Regions from separate parts of the Rattus norvegicus genome. Here regions 1, 3, 4 and 5 are each linked to region 2. A link is a contact called in public Hi-C data. All regions are on one chromosome and are shown on one strand. Each heading gives the region's core, a stretch centred on a gene start, on an enhancer-like site or on the middle of the called end of the contact. The rest is flanking DNA. Distances are from core to core; before and after follow the strand shown.

Region 1 (2,701 bases), core at 113-2,612, 670 kb after region 2:
GCGTCCGTGTTGACAATCAGATTCTGAACTGATGATTGGGCCAACCCTTGATGGATTCAGACTAGGATGGCTTTTACTGAGAGGTGGGAGCCTACTTGGAAACAGTATGTCTCTCGGTGTCTCTGTTCCTCTGTCTCTATCTGCCTCTCTCTGTGTGTCTGTCTCTGTCTCTGTCTCTCTCTGTCTCTCTGTCTCTGTCTCTGTCTCTCTCTGTCTCTGTCTCTCTGTCTCTCTCTCTCTCTGTCTCTCTCTCTCTGTCTCTCTCTTTCTCTGCCCATCTGTATCACATGCTCCCTCCTTCCACATTCTGCCCAAGCACACCAGGCTAAGCACCCCTGTCCTGAACCTATGTATTTACGACAGGCATTTTATCATGACAGGGGCATGTGATGCATAGGCAGTTGCCCTACGTGGAGCCATATTATCCAACCAGCCAACATTGGTGCAAACCACCTAAGTCAAGGGTAACTAACTTCAAACCAGCCTATCATCCATTTGCTCAATAAGAAACCACTGAACCCCTCCTGTTCTGTGCTAGGAGCTGGGGATTTGTGGGTGGCCATGACAACCTCTTAATATTTGATAGATCGGAGTCAGTTGATCGAATGATCAATGTGAATACATTGTATGTAGCAGGGTATTTTGACTTCTTATTCTAAAAAGTGGGTGGGGCTGACCTATCTTTAACAAGACAGTAGACTCTGGTCCTGTCAAAAACCAGGGGGACTTTCCAGGGACCCAGCAATTCTCTCTGACCCAACTTCATCAGAGGAAGGGAGTAGTAAATGAAAGGGCACTCAACCATCCTTCTTCCCACAACCAGCACATAGCAAAGCAAATTTTTCTCATTAGTGTTTGAGGTAGAAGTTATGGGTAACTTGCTTCTCTTCTGTCTTCATACTTAACTCAAACATTCTTTGATTGCCAACATCTATAAAGAAATACCATGCACAGACTGTTTTATGTTCCAACACCATGAACCACCGCTGCCCCCAGCCAACCATCCCCACCCCAAAGATTTCTCTTCATCCTCTTCCAAAACCCCTACGTGGGTCTCCCTTAGAAGGTCAAGATGGCTGAAATAGAGGCAGTGATTGAGACAAGGCTGTAGCCAGTCACTGACAGGCTTATTAAGTAAACACCACTGAGGAAACACAGAGCATCGTCTGGTGCTGTGAGTTTGGATCCTGAATCTGTAAATATACAAAGGGAGAAAGAGCTTTCGGTGTCTCGAGGCGTTTTCTGTCCAGGAGCCAAGACGTTCAGTTGCACATGTGTGTTTTTTGCAGACTCCTGGCTTGCACTTCTCTTCCTTATTCTGGCTGCCCCCTGCACTACTCTTGGCAAGCCTCACTCTGGAGAGGTCTGAAAAAGTTTCCATCCAGGCGGTTCCTTTGGTTAATCATTAGCAGCTCTGGTAAAAGCTGCTGGGGTGGGGGTGGGAGGTTTGAAAGAGCTAACTGTGGGGGAAAATCTCAGAGTCCATTCATTTGAGAGACTTAAGGACTCTTATCCTGGTATACTGAGATTCCGCTGGGCATCAGTGAGACACGACACTAAGAAATATTATCTAATCACTTCTCTGTATCTAACATAAGCTGTGTGACATTGGTCAAAGGAGAGAGAAGGTCATTGGAAAATACACAGGTTAGAAACAGTTCATCTTAACAGACCATCTAGGTGTTTCTATCTCCCATTTTACAAAGTTAGACTTGAAACCCCAAGCCATTCAACTTTGCCCATTTTAGAGCATCTTTACTTAAGTAAACAAGGAGTGTCAACTTGTTGCTCTCCTCAAAGCTCTTTTCAATCTGTTAGCCTGTGAATCACGCAACCCAGCAAGAAACAAACAACCTCTCTTGCAGTTTCCACACTTTTCTCTTCCTGGCCGGGATTTCACAGCAAACTTTGGGGACATATAAACAAGGCAGTATCCTGCACATAAAGATGACAGAGCTGTTGTTCACTCATTAGCTGTCAATATAACATGGCTCTCACTCCCCCGTGGCTGTGGCCTCACCCTTGTTTATATTGCTCTGTCCCTTCAGTTTAGAGGACATTAAAAAGCAGAACTGGCTTGGCTGTTTTACGTTGATGGTGAACTTTATGCCTCAGTTGTGTTGCAACCCCAGAGTTTACTCAATTCCACCTGGCAATTCAGTTCTTTGAGATAAAGGAGGTCTCTCTGGGGGGAGGCCAGTAACAGTTTCTCTTCTGGGTCTCTCGTTGGCAGACAGCTGGTGGCACATTTAAAACAGTCATATGACTAGAGGGATGGGGGTGAGGGGTGTGGGTGTGTGTGTAACTTTTTAACAGTTAAAATCAAAACTAGTGGAACCTAAAGGAAGCTATTGCCTTGTCACAGAACCTAAGGTATCTTCTTCAGGACTTTGTAAGGATGCCTTTTAGGAAATCACCCTTTGGGGACAGGGTGTGTGACAGATTTTGGAACTGTCAGAAAGAATCCTAGAATAACCAGTGAAAACTTCAAATATCTCCTATTTTCTCACTCTCACAAGCACTGTCAGGTTTGAATCAATTTCTCATAATTGAAGTGAGAGTTGCATTTGTTGATCTTCTTTTGCAAGTCCTGTATGTAGCTGTTTACTTTTAGAAAACTACAGTGAAAATAACAAACTAACCTTAGTAATAATTTTATGTGGAAGCAGTACATGCAAGGCACGTGAAGGAAAATGGCAGA
Region 2 (2,700 bases), core at 198-2,697:
GGTAATTTTTCAAATTATGTGCTTTAATATCTTGTCCCTTAAAGTGTATTTAGGGAGGTTAAAAAATACCCTCCACTGAACAATAGGTTGAATATGCTACAAACAATGCTTTAACTAAGTGCCCCAAACAAAAATACCCCGCACTGAATATTTATATTTTTAGTTGCCCCACATAATGTATATGCATATTGTATTAATTATATATATTTAAAAAGTAAGGGGGAAAGATGGATATCACTGTAACTCTAATCCAGACACTGCTGAAAATTTAGTCCACCCAAGATGAAAAAATCTACAAAAATCCCTTGTTAAATAAAAAGGTACTCCTATTGAAAAACTCGTGTGTGTGTGTGTGTGTGTGTGTGTGTGTGTGAGAGAGAGAGAGAGAGAGAGAGAGAGAGAGAGAGAGAGAGAGAGAGAGAGAGAGAGAGAGAGAGAGAGAGAGAGAGAGAGAGAGAGAGAGAGAGAGAGAGAGAGAGTTATCTCCACACATCGTGAATTGTTTTTGGATCAAGCCTGAATACAATATATTTTAGGCTTTCCTTTCCTAAAAGGGTAATTCAGAGCCGGGGGAGGAGGGGAGAGGAGAGGAGGCGCAGGTCCATTTCTGACTTAGTTGTTTACAAAAAGCACATGCTAATGTAACAGTGTATACGGAATTAAAGAGAAAATGTCAAACACGCCGTGACATCCAAAACACATTCAGCTGTTGCCTTTTACTATGGAGACTTTCATTCTACAGCGGACTGCCTCCAAGACCCAGTGTTTTTGTGTGTTGGGTTAAAAATAGCCTGCCAAGCCTGACAACTAGATTCTGATTGGTCCGTAAGGGCGGCCGTTCAGCCAATGAGAGCTTCTGGGAACAAAAGCAATTCTTTTGTGTGTGTGAGATGCTCAACCCATGTCAAAACAGCTTCGGGCTGTAGAAATGATTTGGGTAGAGATTTAACAAGGTAATAATGCATTTTAGCCCTCTGAAAGGTTTGAAGCGGAACAAAGAGGGGGGTGGAGTGAGGGGGAGCAGGGGAAATCTACAAAAGAAATGAAACCAGCGCTTAGCTTTTACCGATGAATCATGCGGGTGTTCGTGCTACAAGCATTATTCTTTTCCTTTCCCGACGTCCCCGAGACTTTTACTTACTTTTCAGGCATTTTCTCGTCCCAAACAAAAAGTCATCAAAGACTTTTGACTAACGTGCTCGTTTGCTGTTACGATTCGTTGGCAAGAAGAAAGGGGAAAAAACCTCTTCTTATTAAATGTCACAAAGAGAAAACAAAGACCTATGATTTGTGCACAGTGAGTAGTGAAACTTTGAGCTGTAGATTCTGGATATCAAACACAGCCCACATTCTCAAAGACAGTTCCTGGTCCGTGTACTGATAGCTCTCTAGATTAGGAAAACAAAGAGGGACTTGATGGGAGACAGTTCTGGGTGCTGGCCGCCTTGAAAGCATCGGACCGCCAGGGGTCGCTGTTGCACAGTAGACGAATCTCTACTGCGTGGGCTTCTCTGTAATCTTTAAGGAAAGAAATAGGATGTGATGGGTACCTTTAGACCAAAGAGGAGGGATGGGGGGCGCTGTCGCTATTTGAAATCCTTAAGCATGGCTTTTGATCAACACTATGGGACAAAGCAACTGAAAACAAGATTTACTATACAGGGAATTTAGTGCCACAGAAGACAAATGTTCGTACAGGAACTTGGAATTGTGACTTAAGACAGGCTCTCCTAAACCACATCGCGATTTTAAACTAGATTACAATAACGACAATAAAATGGTGTCACTGATGCCTTATAGTCTCCAACATTTTTATGCGAGCAACCCGTGTAATGTACCCAGTCCAGACGTGTTTTGGCAAAAGAATTCAGATCATACATGGTTTACATATTAACCACAGAGAAAACTATCTGTTCAGCACACGTTTTCCTCTTGAGCATAGATTTCACGATACAGGATTCATAAACGAAACCTAACAAACCTTTACTCCTGGTGTGGCATCTAAAAAAGCCAAGCTTCTGGGTAAAATAGGAACAAAAGTTTATAGTCTAATTGGGTGTGTTAAACCCACGATACCCAAATATTTTCTGTTTGGGAAAAAGCATAATATATTTATCTGTGAAAGATTATTCCAAAGCACATATTGGAAGCTGGTTTTTCCATTCATATTCATCTAGCAAAACTGAAAGAGCAGTGCACTTTTCTGTTTCCTATTACGCTCAATTATAATGCTTTGTACACATTTATAAGGAACTAAAAGACAAAGAATAAAATTTACTTATTAATTATATTTCTCAACAACTGTACTCCCAGAAGACGGTGTGATTGTGTGCATGCACGCAGTCAGCATTCGATAGCTCCAAACAACGTCTATTCCCTTAAGCACTGTTGTGACTTTTATGAAGTTTGCTTAATCGGGTTGTCCTAACAGCAGCTAGAGGAATTGATCGTTGGGCAGGTAGGTATAATTGTGGTAGGGAGCCCAGGAGCTTTAACAGAAATAGCGTGAGGTGGCGGCAGTGGAAGAGCGTTTGGCCACCGTATGTATACCGCATTGGTCATGTTCTATACTTGCTCAGCTCCAGGCCTTGAAGCTGCCCCGATGCCAGACCCTTCCCCCGGGCAAGCGCCAATCCCTAACACTATTAAAGATCCTCTGCTATGCTTGCAGACAGGAGTGTATTGCCCTTGAGAGGCTCC
Region 3 (2,700 bases), core at 10-2,509, 610 kb after region 2:
ACACACACACACACTTTATACCACTCTGTGTTGGAGCTAATCAGCTGTGAGAATGTAACCAATCATCTCTTTTGCTGCACCTAAAATTTTCTCACAAAAACCATGAAAAACTTGGCATGAGCTGTGTAGTATGTTCCTTGCAAGGGCAAAATACCCTGGGCCATTTTATTGCTCCAGATTTGTTTGTACTCAAAACTAAACAAGAGCCAATACGTGTCCCAGGACAGAGAGATCTGACCTAGTGATAATGCACACATCAGAGGACGCTCCAAGTCAAATATAAAGATACCCATGGATGTGCATGAATCACGGGTGTTGAGCAAGACAGCAACAATCGCACTGGCAACACAGAACCAGACAGATCTCGAGAAGTTGGAATAAGCAAGCTCCCAATGAACAGACTGCAAGCTGTCAGAAATATTAACAAGGAATGATCTTTCTCTTTAGCAAAATATTGCCTACTTCTCCTGCATAGGCAATGAAATTGGAACTAGAAACTTGGAGAGCGGTTTGGGCAAAGTAAGTCACCAATTCTTTAGTCTATGAACACTGCATTGCCTCAGGAAAATCATGAATCATAGCGTGGATTTAGCTCGTACTATGCAAGGATGCTAACTCTAACCTTAACCTTAATCCACACGAGAACGAAAAGGATGTTTTATAGATCAATGAAGTTCTTAGATTTTACATTATAATCTCAAAAGGAGAAGTCCATGATAAAAATCAGTAGTTCTCACCAATGGATAAAAACAGTTTACCTTAAAGAATGGAGGAATAGCCATGTCTGATAGTACACACTTGTCTTCTCAGAACTCAAGAGAATAAGGCGGGAGGATCAAGAGTTTGAAACTACACAGCAAGAAATCTCCAACTCACAAGTCAAATAACAGGAATGCAGGAAGCCTTCTTAAAATAGTGCATTTGATGGAAAACATGTTTGGCCAGGCAGAGAGTGATATATGCCTGTGATTGCAATACACAGGAAGAAAAGGCAGGAGCCAGCTTGGACTACATTACAAGATTTCAACACAGAACTTCCTAATACACTATTAGTTAATCTTTGTACTGGTTAAAATGTCAAGAAATTTAGTAATGCTATTCCAGAAAATGGTGTGGCTGTCAATTAAACATGTGGGAAAATATCGATTTCGCTAAAGAGACGTATAAAGTCCTTTTGAAGTGAGTACATTTAAAGAAACTTGTTTTGGGCAATGCCACTTGCATCATGGGTCCTGGCTCTCCTCCACGCCATCATAGCTTTTCAGAAGCCACTAGCACCAGTGCAATTTGTCCTGGTGATGCACTCTTTGCCACTGGACAGAGCATACACAAGAAGTGAAAACCAGGGTTAGAATTTAACTGTTGGTTTGGGGTGTGTGTGTGTGTGTGTGTGTGTGTGTGTGTGTGTGTGTGTCTGTCTGTCTGTCTGTCTGTCCAGAAAGGAGCAAAAGGCAGACTGAACAGACATTTCTACCTATCCCAATTACTCTGATGAAATCAAATAAATGCACAATTTCATAAGAGCATTGGAAATCAGAAGGAATGGTGAACCACCTCAAAGTCAGAACTGTGAAACCCAGGAACTGGCGCAGAAAGACTCATAGGCAAATAGCTCAGAGTGGATGGTGAGGAGCACTTCAGGCAGGAAGGTCACGGACAACTTCTATCTAGGACTAAGTGGTACTGCGCACTTAGAGTTAGTATGCTGGTCTACCAAACGGCCCCTCTGTGTCCTGAGGTAAGTGAGAAAAAGAACAGTTAGCCCAGAAATGACAGCAGTTAACTGTGGCTCAGACCAAACAGACATGGTCCACCAGTCACTCAGTGGCACCCTTGAGACCATCTGCAATTCAGACCTCCTCCTACCAGGGTCTCTGTCTCATCCTCGTTGTCACAGCAGACAAGATCTTAAAACCCGAATCAATATGCATTGAAATACATGTCCCAATAAAAGTAAGAAGCCAAGAGAAGAAAATATTCCACATAAAAAAAATTAAAGACGCGATTCAGTTTCAACCATTTTAAATCACTGATGCAGAGTATAAAGTTATTATTTTATTATAATTCAGAATTAAAATTTCAAATGATCTCAAATTTGTAGTTGGTGAAGCATAAGAAAATGAATGTGCCCTTCATTTTGTTTTTTGAGAAACCTATAAATGCTGATAAACTCTGTAGTCAAAACTAATTATGTTGAAAAACCTTATGAGGTTAAGAGTAAAGCTTCCAGATAAACAGAATAGATTAAATTCTTGTTTATTTTGTTTCCTTTTGAGATATTACTAAAAGAATTCAAGGGAAATTAAACATACACACAGGCACGAAGTCTGAGTGAGATGGCACCAGGCCTTGAGAGTCTTCTCTCTACCTGGAGCTGTGTGATTGCCTCTAGTGTACCTGAAGAGGAAAGGAAAACAGAGGTCCGCAACATCAAATTTGAAAAGTTCTGTGCTCATGGAACATGATGCGCCATGGATACATCAAATGAAATCTCCATTCAAAGGTTTGTGAAGCCCATCAACTGCAGCAGGATTCCCTACCTGCCCTTTCCCGCCCCGCCCCGCCCCGCCCCTAAGGTAGGGTTTCTCTGTGTAACACTGCCTACCCTGAAACTGGCTTGGTTTACCAGTCTGGTCTTAAAATCACAAAGATTTCGCTCGCTATTGCTTCTATATGCTAGCGGTAAAGGCGTGCACCATC
Region 4 (2,700 bases), core at 192-2,691, 970 kb after region 2:
GGCAAAATAGGTAGATAATAAAAGAGAACCCCAAATAATTTTTGCTTGGAAATAGTGTATTTGAAAGCAGGTCTTTTGTTGCTATTTGTTTTCTGATGCAGGCTCTCATGTAGCTCAGGCTAGCCTCAAACTTGCCTTGGAGCTAAGGATAACCTTTAGTTTATGATCCTCCCATCTTCACCTCCTGAGTTTTGGGATTACTGGTAGGTGTTACCTTGTCCAGTGTAGGGAGTGCTAGGGATTCAACCCATCCTCATCCGAGTTTGGCCTGTGGGACTGGGATGGGGCCTGAGCACTGGGAGTTTGGTGAAGAGCTGCCCTGGTTACGCTAATCTGTAGCAGAGCTGGAGAATCTGAACTCAGCTAGTGATTTTCAAAGTTGACCGAGCATCAAACCCCATGAGGGGAGACCAGGAATGCTGAGAGAGCTCAGCGACCTTCCCACCTCAAAACTGAGCTGTGCCGGAGCCTGGGTATATGTGGCCTTCTTCCCTCCCTTCTTCCCTCTCTTGTTTCCCCCTTCTCTTCCCTCACTCTCTCTCTTCCCTTCCAAGGATTTCATTGGTGCCTTTGTTGCTAATATGTTGTCTTGTTTCTCTTCGTAAATTTTTTCACAGTTAACAACCCATTTGCATCTGTTTGTGGTATGTAACAGGATGGCTTGCTGTATGCATAAGATGTGGAATGGCTCCATTGAGCTAACAAGCATGCTGTCACAGGCTTACCTTTCTTCGTTTCTCGCCAGTGCCCACATTTGCAGTGCCTCCCTAAGCCAGGATCTAGGTCACGTGCTGAGGAGAATCAGTTTTCAGAACTGTCTGGCTTCGCAGGCCCCATCCCCTCTCACACTTGGCACAATGCATTACTGTTGACTAATTTGCATGTCTCTTTCTGGCACTAAAACCTAAGGATACCAGCTCCTTTAGAAAAGAAAACAAAACAGCAACAACAAAAACAAAATACATAACTAACTGACAACAAAAGTGCGACCTTTCTTTGGTCTCTACATTATATGGCAGATGTCCAGCAAATGGTTGTGCACTGAATAAATGAGGACTGGTTATGACAGTGAAAGGCCAGCCTGCAGCAAAGGTCCCGCCATCTAAGGCATCTGATCTAATAACAGCCCCGTGTTTCAGAGCTTTCGTCTAGAAGGGGAGGGCTTCTGTCTTGAGATCTGGTGGGAGGGCTGGCATGGCAAAGCCCTTGTCAGAACACCAGAATAAAAAGGCTTTATGCAAAAGCAGATTGTATGACATTACATCAACAACACTCCTTTTAAAACTGACATTTAATGAGTATCTCTATCAATAAAGGCCTTTTAAGAGCTCTCCATAAAATGTTGTGAAAAACGAGAACATTTAAAACACGGGCAAACAATGAACCCCATTCACACAGCTTCCTCACACGCTTTCTCCAGCGTCCTGGACTCAACGGGCTCACTTATTCTCCGCTGGCGAGGTTGGCACATGTTAACCATATTGATTGTCTGATTAGACATAGAGCCCGTGGCAATGAGAGCTTACAAGAGGAACCCATTTGTCCCTCTGGGTTAGACATGGATGTCAGACTTAATACACATTCAACCACAAAGCAATGGAAGCAGGTAGGAATGTGTGATTCCCAGGGAAATTAGACTCCTGTGCTGGACAGTAACTTCATTGTTTCAAGTAAACTTTGCAAAGTGATTCCAAAGAGATGTTTAAACAAGGGTTTACTAATCCTTACTAATTTCTAAAGGAGCTACTCTCCAGGAAAAACGGGCTGTCCCTTGTTCTTCATTGATCTATAAAGCATTAAACAGCAACAGTGTGAGAATATGCTGCCATAGCTCTTTTGGGTCTGAAACACAGAACTGACAATGTGATATTTTGGTGGAGGATTTGCATGGGGGTGGGGTGGGGGAGTTGGTTGTTGTACTTTCCGAGACCTTCTGCTTGGATGACCACTAGAAAAACAGGTTATTCCCTGAGATGCAGAAGCCAATTCCTGGTGTTATCATCAATAATGTCAGAGAAAACCCAATATGAGAGCTCCTTTGAGTTTCTGATCAAACTATTTTCTCTGTAGCTCTGTACCTCTCCGTGCCTCTCTGTTCACTACCATTGGATTGGATTCTCAGACTTGAAAAATGTCAAGATATTTGGATGCTGACTTTTTAAATCAAGTCTATCATTGTTGAACTGCATTCGACACCACTATAAGCAAATGAACAGTGGATTGGAAATGATCCAGTTAGAAATTAGAGATTCTACAGGTTGTGCTTGGATTTTCTTTTAACAACCAAAGGTGGGGAGATACTGGTGGGGGAGCTCTACCCCCTCATAGGAGAAGGGGAGGGGAGATGAGGAGAGGGACTGTGTGAGGGTGGAACAAGGAGGAAGAGGGCAGCCATTGGGATGTGAATAAGGTAAAAAAACAAACAAACAAACAAACAAACAAACAAATAAATGGGGAAAAAAAGAAAAGCAAAATTTACCTAAAATCTATTGGTTATACAGTTGGGATTTAGAGCTGAGAGTGTGGTCAAGCAGAAACAAGTCCCTTCAGGTGTCCATTGTGTATATGTGGTTGATTTCCTGGTCAGTCGATTCTTATATTAGCACCACTGCCTTCATAGCTCCCTCGTTTCCATTGCATGAGAAAGCTGTAAAACACAGGTAGAACCGTTCTTAGCCTTGTTGGGCCCATGTCCAATGT
Region 5 (2,700 bases), core at 60-2,559, 740 kb after region 2:
ACCTGATACAGTCATCATATTGTAGTTTTTGGAAGGGCTTGTTCTGCCCAAGAGAAGTTCCTCCTTACAGCTGATTCTGCTGTCTACCATTTGCACGTTGGTGCTGTTTTGAGAGCTACCTCCCGCTGGTGAGGCTTCATACAGCACACAGATGGAGCCATCCTCTCCAATCCTGTAGGACACTTCGTAGGGGTCAACCCAGAGTGTGAGTTCACTTGGGAGAAGCCTGAACAACTCTTGACTGCTCAGTCCAATCCGCTGGGCTGCCTGTCCAATCAGAGGATCCATCTTATGGTTGATGCGAATACAACGGTAACCTGATCCCTTGCACGGCTTTTCTGGGAACCAGTGATGTTTGTAATGCTCTGTGGAAGGAAAGAACAGAAACAATGCTTAGAACCGTAGTAACCTAAGCCGTACTGTACTGTTACTTTCCTCCTCCTGTCAGCTTCTTGGAGAAGCGAAAACCAAAACCACCAACTTTTACAAATGTCCGGGACTGAATTCGCTCTTGCGAGACCGAATGGAGAAAAGCGCAGTGTGGCAAACACTGTCCGGGTACTGACCGGTTGAGCCGCCAAAACAGGAATCGCGCGCGCAGCCCGGGATGGCCAACTAGCTAGAAGGCACAGGCGACCGGGCGGGAACCTGTTTACTTTCTCCACCCCAACGGGGTCGCATACAATAGACTTTATGGCTTTAGTGGGGGTTAAGAGTAAGACAACGCCACTATGGTCAGTTAACCCCAAAGGAAAGAAAACCAAGAAACTCTAAACCAAGATCTGGGCTGGGTTGTAATTGTACCGGTGACAAATCCGATGATTAATGGGCAAGAGGCATAGGAGGTGCGGAGCCCTGGCACGTCCGTCCCGGGCCGGGTCGGGTCAGAGGAACGGCGGCGACAAGCCACTCAGGAGCTCAGCCGCCGACCCTCGCAACGGTCGCGGCGACCTGGCAGAGGGGACTGACCGGACTCCGGGCCCTGGGTCTTTTGTTCCCCGCCACCCGCCGGTAGCCGTCGGGGCGCAGCTCCGCGTCGCACCGCTTCGGATCCTTTGTTGTGCGTGTCGCGGCGCCCTGCCGCCCAGCCCCCCCCCCCCCAGCCACGACCGGGACGCGCCCGTTAGTGGCGACCCGCGACGGGTCCCGTGACCCGCTCACCTGCCAGCAGTTCCTGCAGGCTCTGGCTGAAAGTCTGCAGCTGTCGCTCGCTCGTGAGCCCCTTGGTGCGGAGGAACTTGGAGATGAAGGACACCGCGGCGGCGATCTCGCCTATCATGGTGGCGGCCCGAGTGTAGAAGGGATGCATGGGGGCGGCGGCCGGGGGTGGCCCGGGGCGGCCGGGGCTCGGCCCCGACGGCGGAGCGGCCACCCCGGGCTCCCGCCCAGACCCGACGGCCGAGAGGAAGCGAGGGCGCGAGGCGCGGACGGCTACTGGTTCTAGGGGATTTTTTTTCTTTCCTTTAGAGTAAAAAAGTTATTTTCAAGCCAGGAGGCGGCAGGAGAGACAGAGAGAGACGAGCGATGGCGGCCTGGTCACATCGCTCGGACCTCCCCAGCCGCCTCCGCCTCCAGCTCGGTAGCCTCCGAGGATCCCAAGAGTTGCATTTCCAGCTCCGAGGGGCGAAGAGCTGCCGCCGCCGTGCAGCTCATTTTATAGTGCTGCGGAAAGGAAGTGGCGTACCTGGAGCGTGAGGGAGGACGCCAGCCAATCCGGAGATCGCACCATTGTGACGCAGGCAGATTCGGAGCCGGAGGGGGCGGGAGAAGGGCCGCCAGGGGGCGTGCCCAGAGGCCGGGAAGAGAGGGAGGAGCTGACGTAATCTGCTTGTAAACAAATAAACCCCGAGTGGCAGCCTGAGACGCAGGAGCGGTGGAGGGTGGAGAGAGAGGCCGAGGAGGCGCGTGTGAAAGCTCCGCCCCCAAGATAACTCCGCCTCGGACCCTGGCCAGTGGGGACCCGGCAGTCCGGGTCCCCGCTTCTGGTCTGGGATTCTAGACTCAATTATGGTGGTGTGTCCGGATCGGCAGGACCGGGGTTCGGTCTCCGCAGCCCCTGCCCCGTGCGTACCCCATTTTACATCTGATTCCAGCTCCAGACGGCTTGGCTGGCAGCTCTGGAAGGAGGAGCGTGCGGCGGCAGAGTCTGGGGCTCCGGTGAATGCGGGGAATGGAAGGACCGGCTCCCAGGAGCTATCCTGCTGCTTAATCCGAGCCATTACCCTAAGGGGCTGCAGACACCCGGGAACCCACTGCTCCGGGAAAGGTGGAAATGTGTCTGTAAAAGTTTAATTGGCAAACAGGTAGTAAGTAAGGCCGGTGTGGCTGTTATTTCAGAAGAAAATATAACAGAATCTGTTCAAAACAAAACAAGGAAGGTGGTTTTTGAAAATAATATGTATTTTATGCATATGTACTATACACACAACCAAATTTGTTTTTTATTAAATTTTTGTAGTTCAAGTAATGTCAGAACTTTAAAGTTGTGCTGCTATTAAGACAGACGAAAAATAAAACTTGAACCTTGTTCAGAATGTTAAACCTAGACACCCTCATTCACTGGCAAAGTTGCTTGAAAACAGCCTGGAAAGAAGGAAGGCATGAGCCTGCTAAAACTATTAGGCCCAAAATAGGGTTAACCCAACTCTATTAAAGTAGGAGAGGGGAGAGGGAGGAAAAAACTGAAGTCCAGGCAGGAAG

What was found. A called contact is a pair of places that touch in the nucleus more often than the background predicts.
Region 1: a contact with region 2 is called in a Hi-C map of liver, with 4 times the contacts expected there. The contact joins two enhancer-like sites. A contact is called at or near these places in 2 of 12 Hi-C or Micro-C datasets (kidney and liver).
Region 3: a Hi-C map of liver shows a contact between it and region 2, with 6 times the contacts expected there. The contact joins two enhancer-like sites. A contact is called at or near these places in 3 of 12 Hi-C or Micro-C datasets (Schwann cells, kidney and liver) and 1 of 1 datasets of contacts at active chromatin or transcription factors (oligodendrocytes).
Region 4: a contact with region 2 is called in a Hi-C map of Schwann cells, with 4 times the contacts expected there. The contact joins two enhancer-like sites. A contact is called at or near these places in 1 of 12 Hi-C or Micro-C datasets (Schwann cells) and 1 of 1 datasets of contacts at active chromatin or transcription factors (oligodendrocytes).
Region 5: a Hi-C map of liver shows a contact between it and region 2, with 5 times the contacts expected there. The contact joins the promoter of Btg1 here to the enhancer-like site in region 2. A contact is called at or near these places in 11 of 12 Hi-C or Micro-C datasets (the A7r5 cell line, the Rat2 cell line, Schwann cells and 7 more) and 1 of 1 datasets of contacts at active chromatin or transcription factors (oligodendrocytes).

The regions. Positions count from the first base shown.
Region 1 is chr7:33,294,717-33,297,417 of GRCr8, reverse strand. No RefSeq gene overlaps it. Among named protein-coding and RNA genes, the nearest start is that of Btg1, 68 kb to the right of the region's middle. Within about 2 kb of position 1,362, at least 5 of the 93 cell types and tissues checked have an H3K27ac peak or open chromatin away from gene starts, as enhancers often do. A contact at or near this core is called in liver, where this site is marked.
Region 2 is chr7:33,965,073-33,967,772 of GRCr8, reverse strand. No RefSeq gene overlaps it. Among named protein-coding and RNA genes, the nearest start is that of U2l1, 130 kb to the right of the region's middle. Within about 2 kb of position 1,447, at least 79 of the 93 cell types and tissues checked have an H3K27ac peak or open chromatin away from gene starts, as enhancers often do. A contact at or near this core is called in the A7r5 cell line, Schwann cells, liver and 1 more, where this site is marked.
Region 3 is chr7:33,352,365-33,355,064 of GRCr8, reverse strand. No RefSeq gene overlaps it. Among named protein-coding and RNA genes, the nearest start is that of Btg1, 130 kb to the right of the region's middle. Within about 2 kb of position 1,259, at least 1 of the 93 cell types and tissues checked has an H3K27ac peak or open chromatin away from gene starts, as enhancers often do. A contact at or near this core is called in liver, where this site is marked.
Region 4 is chr7:32,996,157-32,998,856 of GRCr8, reverse strand. No RefSeq gene overlaps it. Among named protein-coding and RNA genes, the nearest start is that of Btg1, 230 kb to the left of the region's middle. Within about 2 kb of position 1,441, at least 8 of the 93 cell types and tissues checked have an H3K27ac peak or open chromatin away from gene starts, as enhancers often do. A contact at or near this core is called in Schwann cells, where this site is marked.
Region 5 is chr7:33,226,758-33,229,457 of GRCr8, reverse strand. It overlaps Btg1 (BTG anti-proliferation factor 1), which reads right to left and starts at 1,309. Exons shown (of 2, transcript NM_017258.2): 1 at 1,162-1,309; 2 at 1-365. The coding sequence starts at 1,309. It overlaps LOC102550725 (a long non-coding RNA gene), which reads left to right and starts at 1,833. Exons shown (of 3, transcript XR_005486879.2): 1 at 1,833-2,303.